Regions from separate parts of the Mus musculus genome. Here region 2 is linked to region 1. Evidence: chromatin contacts called from public promoter capture Hi-C data. All regions are on one chromosome and are shown on one strand. Each heading gives the region's core, a stretch centred on a gene start, on an enhancer-like site or on the middle of the called end of the contact. The rest is flanking DNA. Distances are from core to core; before and after follow the strand shown.

Evidence for each region. Promoter capture Hi-C pulls out the DNA fragments that hold promoters and counts their contacts.
Region 2: a contact with region 1 is called in a promoter capture Hi-C map of embryonic stem cells, with 8 times the contacts expected there. The contact joins the promoter of Chst2 here to the promoter of Plscr4 in region 1. A contact is called at or near these places in 2 of 39 promoter capture datasets (embryonic stem cells and hippocampal neurons) and 2 of 115 datasets of contacts at active chromatin or transcription factors (astrocytes and embryonic limb bud).

What each region holds. Positions count from the first base shown.
Region 1 is chr9:92,455,651-92,459,082 of GRCm38.p6, reverse strand. It overlaps Plscr4 (phospholipid scramblase 4), which reads right to left and starts at 1,705. Exons shown (of 9, transcript NM_178711.3): 1 at 1,158-1,705.
Region 2 is chr9:95,405,702-95,409,338 of GRCm38.p6, reverse strand. It overlaps Chst2 (carbohydrate sulfotransferase 2), which reads left to right and starts at 2,069. Exons shown (of 2, transcript NM_018763.2): 1 at 2,069-2,762; 2 at 2,866-3,637. The coding sequence starts at 3,048.

The DNA.
Region 1 (3,432 bases), core at 456-2,955:
ATTCTTTCAAATAGTCTAGCTAAAGAGCCAGTTTAAAACTATGAATGAGTTACGATTCTGTTTAATTATGTATTATTTAAGGGACATGATATTTTCACCTAAGAAAATAAATTTTATTGGGGTCTCATGTGTAGCATAATTTTAATACTTGGAGTTTCATATTCATATTTTTATCCACAATTCATAGTTTAAATAAATTTGTCATTTTTCTGTTATTTATACTAAAGTGTGTTTTCACTGTACTTTCCTGTAGTTGAGCCTCAAAAGACTTACAAAGTGTGATGCAACTGGAATGCTTATTAACTTTGTTATTGTCCCTAGGCACTTAAATTATGCATAATGTGCCATCTTTGTGTCCTCTGTTCTGGTGATGTCATTGGGCCATACAATGTGACAGTGTGGCTACTTTAAGGGTTACATAATGCCTTGCTTCCTTATTTCCCATAACAAGGAGCTGGAAGGTGGAGGTTGTGTGTTTACTTCTGCAGTAACATCTGTATCCCAGAAGTATCTTGGAAATCAACCTTACTGCATAATGTCTTCATAATATACTTCTGTTACTCTTGCTGGCTCCACTTAAACTACTATAGACAAAATAAAAGCGCAAACATACTGCGGTTCTTAAAAGTGGGTACATCCACACAATATAAGATATAAAATTCTAAGTCCTAAAAGGCTAATATTGTACTCTGTAAAGTAATGGGGGGGGGGGACACAAACAAACAAACAAACAAAAACTTGTCTCTATCTTTTAGCCCCTGCCAGTAAAACCTTGCAAAGTTATCTGAAAACATCTATGCCCAAGGCCCTAGGAGAGACCCACAGAGCTGCAAGGAGGGGACAGGCTCCACTGGTGCAAGAGGGAAAAGTGTGGAGAGGGTCTCCTGGGAAGGGCCTGCACCCTCGAGAGTTCATGTCACCAGGGCCGAATGATGCTCCCATAGAGCCTTCACCCAGCACCCCATTGTCCTATCAAGAGCCGGGGGAAACCAAGCGGACCCCAACACAAGAAACCCCACCCCGCTCCACAAAGCGAAAGTTGCGCAACCACCTGCGGCTGAGCTGCCCCGCCTCCTCCACTGTCACGGAGCCCGCGCCCTCCATCCCGCATCCCCCTAATCTCCCAGGGTCCCCCGCTCCCCGCTGGCCCCTCTCACCGCCCGCAGCTGCAGGCGTCGCCGGCTGAGCTCGCTGTCCTGCCTGGGGGAAGGCGAGAGGCGCCGAGGAGCTGGGACGATCCACGCGGGGCAGCCGGGGGAGCCTTCCCGGGAGGGCTTCCTGCAGGGTGGGGCGCCGGCGTCCTGAACCCTAGCCAAACGCAGGGTAAACAAGTTGTGGGCGCCAGCGAAGCCCGCGGGGTTGAGCTCCGAACCGCTCCTCTGCTGGTGGCGGGAAGCAGCTGGTCTACCAGCCTCACTGCTCGGCTCTCATTCCCATCCCTGGAGGAGACCAGTTTGATCTGGGAGGGAGAGGGACTAGGACTGGGGTGCTGGTGGGGGTAGAAGCAGGCTCAAGATTTCTGACTCTCTAAAGAGGACTTTGGTTACTTGGTTAATTGCTGCTGTCAGGCACACATAGTTTTATCAAATTAAAGTGGTTCGGTCCGGTACAGTTAGCTGAAGGAAGTGGACGAACCAAATGTCCTTTGACCTCACTCAGAACCACAACTGGGCACAGCCTGACCTGAAGAAGCTGCCGAGAACTTGGCCTTGCAGGCTGCGCTCTGGGAGGAGTTTACATGGGGGTGGAGTTCTGGAATTTTCCATTTTCCCTCGCACATGATTTGTCAGAATAGATTTAACAATTAATAATGTTCTGGTCGGTAATATCTGCCAAGAATACTTCTCAAATGAAGAAATACAGCCTTTTATTGAAAGCATGAAACAAACAAACTGACATCAAAGTCTTAGCGAGATGTAATGGTTTGAGTTTGTTAGAGGGACCAAGAAATTGAGCTTGTGAGTGTGAATATCTAGATTGGCCTCATGAGAGATACCAAAAGCATTCAAGATCAAAACATGTCTGTGGAAAGAGAGGCCCATTGGTCTTGCAAATTTTATATGCCTCAGTACAGGGGAACGGCAGGGCCAAGAAGTGGGAGTGGGTGGGGGGATATATGGGGGACTTTTGGGATAGCATTGGAAATGTAAATGAAGAAAATACCTAATTAAAATAAAATTTTAAAAAATCATGTCTGTGAAGCATTGCTTGGAAGACAAATCAAATATATGAGAGCAACCACATAGGCACTCAGGAGCTATGAGCCAACCACATAGGCACTCAGGAGCCATGAGCCACCGCAGAATTCATGGGCTTTTGCATTTCCAGAGCAGGTGTCCAGCCTGAATTCCTGAGGGTTTGGGGGTGGGGGCTGATACACACTTTCTTTATGAATCCCTACTGCAACGTGCCTCTGTCTCTTTGACACTCTTGGGGAGGGAGAGGTGTTTTGTGTTGTGTTTACAACAGTCTTAATGTCAGTAATGGAGCAGTTCAGTAAAATTAAAGTTTCCCCAGGTTCCATTTCCTCAATCCTGTGTTTTTACTGTAATGTTCACAAACGCACAAGCTGTAAAACTATACAGAATATGGCATTTGGGTCAGCCATCAGTTACTTGGGTTTTGACAAAACTTAGATTAAAAAAAAAAAGGCAGCATTTATAGTGTCCCATGTGTGTGATTTCTTTCTTTCTTTGTTTGTTTGGTTTTTTTTTTTTTTTTTTTTTTTTTTTTCGAGACAGGGTTTCTCTGTGTAGCTTTGGCTGTCCTGGAACTCACTCTGTAGACCAGGCTGGCCTGGAACTTAGAAATCTGCCTGCCTCTGCCTCCCGAGTGCTGGCATAAAAGGTATATGCCACCACTGCCCCGTGTGATTTCTTGACTTAACTGGTTTTGCTTGCTTGCTTGCTTGCTTGCTTGCTTGCTTGCTTGCTTGCTTGCTTGCTTGCTTGTATCTGTATTTTTCCGTTCTCTTGAGCCTCTAAGTCTGCTTTTCTTTTCTGGCACAACCTTTGAGATGATTCCACAGCCTTTCTAAAATCTTAGCATATTTTATGCTGTATATTATGTTGACTTTTAAAACAGATACTTACACACACAAAGTAAAGGGTTACATTGTGACATCTTCTTACATATGTGTCAATATACTTGGTTGTTATCCAAGCTTCTTCCCACTACACTTTCCCATTCCTTTTCCCCATTCCCCATACCCTCTGCCTTCTCTCTTCTTGTGGTCCCCTTTGTCCTCAAGAGCCACCCCACTCTCAGCCCCTTCCTGGTTTCATGTTCTATTCCATTTATATTCTATTCACCTCTCTTTCTATGAGTTTCTTTTCTTGTTGCTATGATAAAGTATTCTGGCAAATGCTAGTTAAAGGAGAAAAGACTTATTCTGGTTCACAGTTCAAGGCTACAATCCTTTACAGATATACC
Region 2 (3,637 bases), core at 820-3,319, 2.9 Mb before region 1:
AACAGTCACAGTATAGTTCTAGATGAATAAAGTTCATTTTGTTACTGTAAAAAAAATGTTACATGTGAAATTTGATGGGACTAAGAGATGGCTTAGTCCAGGAAGGTCCTTGACGCTCACTACACCAAACAGCAGACCTCTCTCTATCTCCAGAATCCACACAGGGAAGAGACAACTTCTTCAGGTTGTCCTCTGATGTCCATATCAGTGCTGTGTCACATGTACATCCTATACACACGCGTGTTTAAAAAATTGTAGGGGTGTGTGGCTGCGATCAGTGAATAAATAAATAAATAAATAAATAAACCTGAGCTCCATTCTTCCATCCCAATTTGTGTAAGATATGCTCTAGAAATGTCTTATTCATATACTTTATTAGAACTCTAAGGGAATACTTCAGCTGAACCTTACTCATAACATGGATTTTTCTGGAAAGTGGGACCAAGTCAAACCATTAACATTCTTGGTTTTGCCTCCTGTGTGTATGTGGATGGGAGGATTATGTGTCAGGGAGCACATATGGATTTCAAAGAACAACTCATAAGGATCATTTCTCTCCTTCCAGCATGTGGATTCCTGGGTTCAAAATTCAGATCTCAGGCTTGGGTGCAAGTGCCTTTACCCATGGAGCCATTTCCCTGGTCCTACATCATACTATTTTTTAAGTTTTAAAACCTGAAATGAAACCCACACAACAACAACAACAACAACAAAAACTGAAACAAAACAAAACAAAAATCCCAAACCAAACTGAAACAAAACCAAACCAGTTAAAGCCATAAAACAATTGAATTAAGTCATTTTTTTTTCAACAATCCCTGTACCCAGAAGATTCTGTACAATACCCTGAAAAAAAAAAAAGTCGTCAATGGCAACGCTTTAAATTTAGGAGGGTCATCAGCCGAGGTGGGCTGCTCCAGGTAGACTATGATAATTTTGCAGTAATTATGTTTTACTTGTAAAAGCTTCTGAGAGACGGGGGGCAATCAGTCTCCCAGTGATCAGTAGTTCACCTCCGGACCGCAATGACTCATCTTTCTGCCCTTCTAGGTGGAAACTGGAGTACAATCTTTCCTATGTGCCCTCTAACCTCCACCCATCCTGTAGCTGTCCCATTTTACAATGGAAGTTTATTCCCTCATCAGCGAAAGAAAAGTATACAAACCAACGCAGACCAAACTAAAAAGTAACTTTCAACGTCCAAAAACGTTTTCCTTTGCGATCAAGTTCTTTGATCTCATCTCTTCCTCTTTAAAGTCAATGGACTCACTATCACACCACAAATTTAAACAAAGCGCCCTCCCCTCCCCCCAGCAGCCCTGTCTCAGAGGGTGTCAGCAGAGGTGGAAACTCCACAAGCCTAGAACATCTGCCGGGCAGGAGGTGGGGGTGGGATCATCGAAACCTTGTGGCCTTGTCCAAATCCAGGACACTCGGAAAGGTTGCGGAGAGGCATACTCTGAAGCCTCTTCAGTGACCCCGGGCCCAGAAAGATTTATTACTTCCTCCTTGAGGGAGAAACCACAAACCCGCTGGAATGGGCTAGCACCAGGGCCAAGGCTTCAGAACTGGGTTCCCGCTGCACACAGCGCTGTTGGGCGGTGCTGCTCGCGTCCTAGGAGGGGACACCAGTGCTGACCGCTGGGGATGAAAGGAGCGTACGTCCGGGGTATTTCTGCTCAAACTTTTATCACCAACTCTTCTCCAGAGCGAATCCTGGGAGCCGAGTCGTGCAGCTACAGAGAACCCAAGTCTCCGGCTGTGCGGGCGAGCTGGGAATCAGGCGCCGGCGCCGCGCCCCGGGCGCACCTAGAGCTCTGTTCTGCTACTAACGGCTGGAGGCCCTAGCAGCGCCTCCTTGAACCGGGTCGCATCTCCAGCCCCTAAGGAGGTGGCGGCGGGAGTCTGGAGCTGCGAGGAGGGCGGGTGTGGGACAGGCAGAGGAGGAGGGGAGCACGGCGAAGGGGAGGAGCCGGGGCGACAGACGGCGGCGCGCACCAACCCCGAGCGGGCTGGCAGGAGCCGCGCAGAGGCCGGCCCGAGCGCGTTGCAGGCGCCCGGCGTAGGGGGAGTCGGGTAGCAGCATCCTCCCGGGCGCCGCTTTAGTGCGGCCGCGGCGGGGGCTTCCTCTGCCTCGGGACCTCGTAGGGCAGAAGCCGCTGGTGACGCGGGGGTGGGGGGTCCCGCTCTTTTGCCTTCAGCTAGGTGTACAGAGTCCTGGGCCAGTCCGCGGCCACGGAGCGCCGGGGCTCGCCTGAGCCGCCCGCCAGGACATCCTCCGGGTGATGGAAGAAGCAGCCGCCGCTGCGGGGCCGCGCTGCACCCTATCCGCGGCCGCCGGAGGGATGGGAAGGTTCGCTACGTGGAGGCCAAGAGAGAGCGATGGAGAGCAGAACAGCCTGGAGCTGGGGCGTATGTAAGCCACCCCCCACTGTCGCCTCCTGCCTGCTTCGTGCCCCAGAGCCTGGAGGGAAGCAGCGGTCCCGAGAGACCTAAGGAGACGTCGCTGGAGCCGGGACGCGCCGCGCTCGGTGGAGCGCAGAGCTGGGCTCCGGGCCCGGTGAAAGTTTCCCCTCCCGGGGTGCAGGGCGCCCGCTGCTGGAAAACTCTGCCTAGGGCTAGGGCAGCGGAGTCTCGCGGCTCCCTCGAAGGCTTGGGGACCCCTAGCAGAAGAGAACCGGAGAGAAACCGAGGAGAGTGCTAGCCGGACAGTCCGCCGGTCGGGGATCTGGGGACGCTCCGAGGCGCACCCTCCGCTCCAGGTGAGTGGAGGAGCCCGCAGACTAGAGGGTGGGCGTTACTCAGGCGGAGGAGGCATCTGGACCGGAGACTGGGCTCACCCATTCACTCCGCTTCCCCTCGCAGGTCCTTCTCGGAGCCGCTGCCATGGGAGAGCCAGCCCTGGGCGCCGGGGACCAGCAGCCTCTGCCGCCGCGCCCGCCTCGGATCGGCGGCCCCAGTCCCGGCGCCCGCAGCCGGCCTGCAGCGTCCCCCTCCTGGGCTGCAGGGCCGCCTCCGCCGCGCCGCCGGCCCCGGCTGTGCCTGTGATGAGCCGCAGCTCGCCGCGAGCTCTGCCCCCCGGTGCGCTTCCCCGGCCGCTGCCGGCCGCGCCTGCCGCCGTGCAGCGGGCCCTGCTCCCGCCGTGGCCCCGGCGCGCAGGACGCCGCTGGCCTGCGTCCCCGCTCGGGATGAAGGTATTTCGCAGGAAGGCGCTGGTGCTGTGCGCGGGCTATGCACTGCTACTGGTGCTCACGATGCTCAACCTCTTGGACTACAAGTGGCATAAAGAGCCGCTGCAGCAGTGCAACCCCGACGGGCCTCTGGGTGCCGCGGTAGGGGCGGCCGGGGCCGGCTGGGGACGGCCGGGGTCGCCTCCTGCAGCGCCACCCCGCGCTCACTCTCGCATGGACCCCCGCACCCCGTACCGCCCTCCTGCCGCGGGCGTGGGGGCAGTTCCCGCAGCCGCGGCTGGGAGTGCAGGAGCTGCGGCCTCTCTGGGCAATGCTACTCGAGGCACCAGGGGTGGAGGGGACAAGCGGCAGTTGGTGTATGTGTTCACCACGTGGCGCTCGGGCTCGTCCTTCTTCGGTGAGCTCTTCAACCAGAACCCTGAGGTGTTCTTCCTCTATGAGCCTGT